Regions from separate parts of the Danio rerio genome. Here region 2 is linked to region 1. The links are chromatin contacts, called in public HiChIP or PLAC-seq maps. All regions are on one chromosome and are shown on one strand. The core of a region is the stretch at or near the end of the contact, and the rest is flanking DNA. Distances in the headings are between cores, read along the strand shown.

Evidence for each region. HiChIP or PLAC-seq counts read pairs in DNA pulled down with a chosen protein or histone mark.
Region 2: a contact with region 1 is called in an H3K4me3 HiChIP or PLAC-seq map of gastrula embryo, with 4 times the contacts expected there. The contact joins the promoter of scmh1 here to the promoter of taf12 in region 1. A contact is called at or near these places in 3 of 4 datasets of contacts at active chromatin or transcription factors (caudal fin, embryo and gastrula embryo).

What each region holds. Positions count from the first base shown.
Region 1 is chr16:38,670,684-38,674,729 of GRCz12tu, reverse strand. taf12 (TAF12 RNA polymerase II, TATA box binding protein (TBP)-associated factor) reads left to right here and starts at 1,888. Exons shown (of 6, transcript NM_198368.1): 1 at 1,888-1,972; 2 at 2,413-2,649. The coding sequence starts at 2,479. ctps1b (CTP synthase 1b) reads left to right here. Exons shown (of 17, transcript NM_001111247.1): 13 at 44-140; 14 at 601-656; 15 at 742-838; 16 at 912-1,056; 17 at 1,162-1,327. The coding sequence ends at 1,240.
Region 2 is chr16:38,842,090-38,846,135 of GRCz12tu, reverse strand. It overlaps scmh1 (Scm polycomb group protein homolog 1), which reads left to right and starts at 1,647. Exons shown (of 4, transcript NM_001089484.1): 1 at 1,647-1,684; 2 at 2,249-2,293; 3 at 2,939-3,009. The coding sequence starts at 2,269.

The DNA.
Region 1 (4,046 bases), core at 639-3,138:
AATCGCTGAAATGCATCTTAATATATCTGTGTTTTGGATCTAGGTTATTGAAATGCCTGAGCACAATCCAGGGCAGATGGGTGGAACCATGCGGCTGGGAAAAAGACGCACCTTATTCAAAAGCACCCCCAGCATTCTCCGTAAGTTGTGATCTTTTGTTTATCTTAAAATCATACATTTTCTTTTCGGCTTAGTACCTTTATTAATTTGGGATCGCCACAGCGGAATGAACCGCCAGCTTATCCAGCATATGTTTAACATATTGGTTTCTTTTCCGGCCGCAACCCATCACTGGGAAACACCCATACACTCCCATTCACACACATACACAATGGACAATTTAGCTTACCCAATTCACCTGTACCACATGTCTTTGGACTTGTGGGGGAACCCGCCGGAGCACCCATGCGAACATGGGGAGAACATGCAAACTCCACACAGAAATGCCAACTGACTCACCCAAGGCTTAAACTAGCGACTTTCTAGCTGTGAGGCGACAGCGCTACCCACTTAAAATCTTAAAATCATATGTCACAAATATAAATGTACATTCTATTTAAATAAGTGCATATAGATAATATTTGAATTATATTGTTGTAGGAAAGCTGTATGGAGATGCTGAATACGTGGACGAAAGGCATCGACACCGCTTTGAGGTTTGCAATAAAGATCTACTCTAAAATACCGTAAATGTTTTGTTTTCTATTTATTCATGTTAGTAATCTTTGCATTTTTTTCCAGGTGAATCCAGAACTGAAGCACCACTTCGAGGATAGAGGTTTTCGATTTGTGGGTCAGGACCTAGAGGGGGAGCGGATGGAGATCATTGAACTTGAAGGTCAGTGATCGTCTAGTATTTGAAAAAGCGGTCAGTCAGTGCTCATTTCAACTGATTTCTTCTGTCCAAACAGATCACACGTATTTTGTTGGAGTGCAGTACCATCCAGAATTCACTTCTCGCCCGATCAAACCCTCACCACCGTATTTCGGCCTTCTGCTGGCAGCGTCTGGGAAACTGCAAAACTACCTCCAGAAAGGATGCAGGCTCTCACCTCGGTTTGTTGCTTCTTAAACTCATATCATCCTAAATTAATTTAAAGTGGAGACATGCAGTATACTGTGTAAGTTGTCTTATTATCTTGTTTTCCTTTTCTCTCTCAGAGACGCATACAGTGACCGAAGCGGCACTAGTTCACCAGACTCGGAAATCTCTGAATTCAAATTCCCATCGCTTTCTTAAAAAGGAAAAACCCACCTAATCATAAAAACACATGAATGACGTTTTATGATATGAATGTATGAATTTAAATAAATGGATAACAATGCTAATGTGTTGGTTTTAAAATGTGAACAAGTGTGTTGTGTACAGTGGTATAGAAGTGATAATTTATAGTTATTCATTGTACATTTTCATTTAATTTAATTTATTTAATTAATTAAAATTTTAGAAATAATGTGTTTTAATAATTTTAATTTGTATATTAAAGTAATTTTTTATTATACAGAACTAGCTGAAATATTATATATTAAAAGTTTTATGAAATATTTAACATTTATTGTATTTCGAGTATCATAACTAGTATTACTTGGATGGTTTTATCAGGAGTTGACATTAATAACAATGAGCTGTGTTTAAAATGGCTCACTGAACTTGTCTATGCAAATACATATGTAAATTGATTGTTTTTACAAACTAGGGGATTTTTATATATAGAGAGAGAGCACTCTACCACTTATAACTATTACTTTACCAAATAAAATAACAATTTGGAAGAGATCATTTTCCAGAAGGCTTCATCAACTTCTCTGTGCTTTTATTTTGTAAGACTTTTGAGATCTCGCGATACTTCGGTTGAGCTCCGTTCGTCAGAAGAGGCGCTTGTAGAAGGAAAAACAACTTGGAAGGGCTTGTGCATATTTCCAGACCTTAAACGTCGAAGATGGAAAGATAATACAGAATTATTTGCATCAGGTACTGCAACGATTAACAATTAAACGGAATTACATCAAACAAAAGGAAAGCATCGCGAGACGTGTATTGGCACGAATGTTTTTCTCGCTAATGTTAGCTGCTAATATGTTAAGCTACAGTGTGATGATTAAAAACAACAACTATGAAGAAATTCAGACTAAAAACCATACTTATTTGGTAATTTGCATTATATCACATTAATATCAGCATAACACTTACATTATCAATTAGTTTAAGTGAATTATGTCATAACACACTGGCGAAGCAAAAAGGCTAACGCTAGCATATACAGCAAATGACAGTTCGGTGATGTTTATTTCTATCGAGCTAAAAGTTCTTCACTTCGTTGATATAACTTACTTAAAACAGCCGTTTAATATCCTTAATGTATTTATGCATTGATTAAACTCAGTTGAACTCTTAATATCTTTTTTCTGCAGCTGATTTAAAACTCCCACTAGTTCTGAAGAGGCTTGTGACATTTGACATCTCTTGATTAGCATAGTATGACCCAGTATCCAGCACAGACCAGTCGCTCGAATTTCTACACGGTTGTGAAAGCAGAAGCCTCTTCAACACCGCCGCTGTCCAGCAGCATGGCCAACAGCACGGTCGCTCCGGGGAAACTGCCCGGCACCCCCGGACCAGCAGGCAGACTGAGCCCAGAAGGACCTCAGGTGGGTCAGACTGTACAGCTATTATAAGACTGAGGTAACGTTGGTTTTATTTTCGGATATTTGTTCAGTAAGACGGTCCCTATATTGTTTACTACGAATATTCAGTCTGTACTTGCATCAAAGTATGACTACAAAAGAATATTAGCACTATTTAATTGACTGTGAACAATGTTGTACTTTGATAGTCATTGGCTACTAATAAGATTTCTACTATTAGAATTTGCAAAGAATACTTTTCTGAAATTATATTATTGAGAAAGTTTGAATGTGCGAACCAACTTTTACTTTCACACGAACATGCATAAAAACATTCCTTCCTCTAAATGATCATTTATTTCATTTCTGCGGAAACCTAGAGAAGAAAGCAAATACACAGTCGAAGCTCTTCTTTAAAACTTATATTATATTATATTATATTATATTATATATGTAAAAAGAACCTAGATTAAAAAATGAAACAAAACAGTATCTAATTTAAATCTTAACATTTAACTACATTAATATAGTTTAAAATTAATAACAATTTAAATTGAATATAAATTTAATTTTTAAATATAACATTTTTCCCCATTATTAATGTAAAATCATATTGGCTTATTTAACCTTGTCTCAAAGCAAAATAAAAAGTAGCAACTATAATAAACTGTGTAACGTTAAATAAAATGTTTTTAAAAACTATTTGTTTGACTATTTTTGTCAAAACATTTTTGCTTCATTCAATCTATCATGATTTGCACTTCTACTCTTCCGTAGCTTTGGATGTAGCAGTATACCTATCATGATTGAAAATTTTGTGTTGATGATTACTAATCAAGCAAATAATTTTAAAAATATTTAGATTTTTAACAGTTTAGAATAATTTTATTTATTTATATACATATATACTTTTTATTTTGCTTTGAAACATGATTAAATATAGGCCAGTATGGCTTTAAAACTATGGAAAATAATATAAAAATTAGAATTAAATTTAAATTCCATTTTAATTATATTTATATTTAAATTATATTAATGTGTGGTAAATGTTAAGATTCAAATTGTATTTTTTTAGTTAAAATTTTGAGTCTTGGTCCGTTTTATATTAAAATAAAAAATCATATAAAACCAAGCAATCATAATGTTATATGATATTATAATATAACAATATATGTGGGAAAGAAGATCTTTGGTTCTCTGTTAGTTTGGTCTTCACAGAAATAAAACAAGCTGTCATTTACAGGTAAAATGTATATTAAGCATGTTAATTTGTTTATGCACTTAATTTCCCTCATTTAAAAAAAAAAAACCTGTTTTCAACACCTGAAAGTAGATCAAATAACAAAGATCAGACAAATAATCAATATTTGCGATAGACCTATATGTGAAAATAGACTTTTTTAAGCCAATTTAAAAATATA
Region 2 (4,046 bases), core at 398-2,897, 170 kb before region 1:
ATATTTTACGGATTGTCATTGGTATTTTTAAGATGTTTCTTGCTATATCTTAAATTGGTTTCTATATTTAGGTTTATATAAAATTTAGCTGTTTTTTTTTTTTACAAATTTTTAATTCAAGTCTATTGGGAAAACAGGGTTGTTTTAAAAAACATCTGTGTTTGTGTGTAATTTTTAGATTTTTTTGTTTAAATCTTTCTGTGTGTCTTTTTGTGTTGTTTTATTGTTGTTTTTATATTGATATTCTTGTGCACTACAAAATTATTTATAAAATTTTAGTACTATTTTTTTCATGCAATCAATAAACCTTTAACATTTATTTATTTTGTCATTTGTCTGATTATTTTCGTTACAGAATATGTATGCAGTTTGCACTTTATTCAAAGGTTAAACACAGTGCTTACACTTTGTGTTTACATTATAGCCTGTGTTTGCTGTTATATAAATTCAAATGGTTGTAATACCATATATCAAGTACCAATGTAATACCAAAAGGTTTTATAAGGTGTATAAATACGGAGTCGCGCCAGCTCCGGGCCGCAGCGCACATTACCCTCGCGCCGATTCCGGCGCGGATGCGCAGCGTCGGCTCGCTTACGGCCGCCGCATCTGGCCCGCTTGATTCGGGCCGGAATCGGGCAGTGAGTCCACAGGCATCCGGCCCGAGTCCGGCAGCCGAAGTTGGGCCGAGGTGTTAGTCTCCGGCAGGCGACAATCTGGCCGGAACTGGCCCGAGTGTATTTTGCTATCTGGGTAGTGTCTTCTTGACCCATCTGATAGTGTAATCGTCCCGCACAGTCGCGTGCTGCCCCTCCCCTCTGCACGCGCAGCTCCTGACACACACACTAGACTACACGCGCACTAAAACATGGCGGATAAACACTAACCCTCACACTTGAGAAATCACACAAAAACCTTCCCGCGCCAGGTAAACACACCCCTTCATACCGTCCGCGATAACTACTACATCACTTTTTTAAAAGTTGTTAAAAACGTTAAGAAAAAACACAAAAAGTGACTCAGAGTGTGTTATAGGTGTTAGCATTTAAGCTAAATATTGTTGTATACGCATTGGAGGTGACGTATTGCTGTACAATTACAGTGTTACCCGAATAAGTATACTTTAAATTTTGTTTATTGTGATCGTGGGCAAGCGCAAAGAAGCGTAATATTCAATGATGAAGTCCGTTACGAAACACGACATGACGCTACGTAGCAAAGAAGCATGTTTGTTATGAATCTGAGTGTGCTGTTTTGTATGTCGTATATTATTTAAAAGTTATCCTTTTCTATAGTGAAATGAAAATGAAGCATCTTCGAAAACTTTGGTATGATTTTAAATGTCAGAAAGAATGAATAATAATGATCTGTTTGAGTTGTCCAGTTGGACGTGTGTAGCGTCCCAGTGTAATGAGGGTTGTAGTAGTGTTTGGTTTGTGAACGAGTCTTTTAAGCAAACGAATCATTCATATCCACGAACCGAGTCATTTCTTTAGCATTTTTAAGAGCGCTGTTGGAGTGAATCATTACAGGAAAATGATTCAAAAGATTCGAAGCTTTTGGATGATTCAAATCCTGTCGCTGTCATTTATGGAGAGGGAGGGACTGTGTGTTTGGCGCTCAAAGGCGCCCTGCTTTTGAACAGAGAACTGGAAAACCGGGAGACAGGAAGCCATCTTTTGAGGTATCTCTTCGCGTACAGATAGTTTTATTGATTTATTCTGTGCTTATCCATAAAGGAGGGGTGTTTAAAAGCTGAAATGACCAGATGCGAGCGAGCAAATCAACTTGTGTTGAAGAACGACGAGCGTGGATAAACGGGATGCTACCGTGTTTATTGTATTGTTGTTATTATGTTATTATCCAGCTACATATGAATTCAGTAATAGCGCTGCCCAGACATGTCTCTTGTTGTTTACCACTTCACATTGACCTTTTGGGTCAGTGATGCTTGTTTAGCGTTTGACCCAACGACCCATTAGGTCATTACAGATGGGAAAATAATAATCAGTTTGTGTAAGAAAAAAATACCTTTTGGCTAGTTCTGTTATCGATGTCAATTTCATTGTCCTTTGGGCAATATAGCTGCCAGTGGTTCATGGTTAACCGTTCAGCATGTTGACTATGAGAAAATAGTGACAGCTGACTAGTACATACAGGAAAGACTGAACCATCCAACGTTAATACAGACTGATGGGGAAAATTAAAATCCTTCAGATATTACAGTTTTGTGTTTTTCTAATTGCAGAGAGGTTAAAAAGCTGGATCATGAAGAAACCGGTACCACAGAAAGGTAAGATTTTTATTACATTGTTAGTACATTATTTACAAATGCATAGTTTTGTAGAAAATATCAGACTTTTAGTACTTTATTAGTAATATAGCGCACAGTGTCACTGTGTTACTATGATAAGTTCTGATTAATTGCTAAACAGTCTTGTATGAACTCCAGGTTCAGGTCTAATCAAATAAAAAATAATCAAATATATAACACTAATATAAAATAACTAGTCTGCACAATAAAAATACATATAAATAAATACTTATATAAGGTACAGAAATGTCCCTTTTTACATTTATTATTAATAATATTAGATTTTATATTGTGATTTGTGGTTAAGATTTAATTATAAAGGTGGCAAATGATTACCAAGTGTTTTCTTCTGCCGGTAGCTAATGAGTGGAAAGATGGCAAACGTATCAAGCACCCTCGCAGTGGTCGCCCCCCTTGTGTGCCTTCACAGTTTCAAGGTAGCAAATTCGCTGCTTTAAGTCAGAAACCTAATTAGAAATATATTCAGCATTTAAATCTCACTCTGGTTAGATATAGGCTACTTATTTCTTAATATTTTCATTTTTGTCATTTTTGATATTCATCCTTCAGGTTTAGATTTTAATGCACTACATTTAATACTGACATGTTTGCTTAATTTTTAAGGTCATTTTAGTTGGGAGAAGTACCTGAAAGAGACTGGAGCAGTCGCTGCTCCCGCTCAGTACTTTAAACAGGTGAGTTGAATCATGCAACAGTGGAACTCTTCATTATGGACCAAATATAGAAGTTATACTTGATTCCTCCACCACTACACTAAAGGGATAGTTCACTCGAAAATGAAAATTTCCTGCTAATTTACTCACCTTTAAGTCATCCAAGATATAGGTGACTTTATTTCTTCAGTTGAAAATTTAGCTGAATCCAGGGTCTGGTAATTTATAGAGTGGCAGTAAATGGGATGTGTTTTTTAGATTAAAAATAAACACATACAAACCAGTCCAAATCAATTCCTATGGCTCTTGGTGACATACAAAGGTCTTGTGAAGTGAAATCATTGGACTGTCTAAGAAATTGAACACTATTTACAATATTATTAGCTAGGGCTTTGCGATATGCGCAAAAGAAACCTATTACGATATTTTTGAACAATAATGTGATTTCGATTTTTTATCACAATTTTTAAAACACACAGATGTTTTACAGTGGAACATATTTCTAAAGGAAATAACAATTAGATCTTCATCAAAGCCCTCTAACATGTCTCTAAAACACACATTCGATAAAAAATAAAAATAAATAAATAAAAAATAAAAATCACCTAGTAAAGCTGCAACAAATTTTTTCTAGAACAGTCCTATGGCAAAACCAATAAAGAGACTATAGGGTGTGTGTGTGTGTTATGTGTGTGCACGCCGTCAAACACAGGTAGGCTCCGACATTCTGTTTGACCACATGTCAGAAGTAGTTGTGTGTACTTTTTTACGTGTCCACCGATTTTTTTTTTGTTGCCATGCATAGATCATAGTATGGTGGCCGAGAGAGTTAAACGCGCTGCAATTTAAGAAAGCACATGCAGTTACAAAAAAACACCAGCAAATAAAAAAACAATCTTCATCAGTTTGACAGCACAAATGTTGCAAATTGGTCATAACACAAACAACTGAAACAAGACGCAGCAAATTGGTCACAACACTTGCAAATATCCACGTAACACTACGGAAATGTTTCGAGGGGACCCAAAAACATGACAGACCGTGCTGGGATATGGATG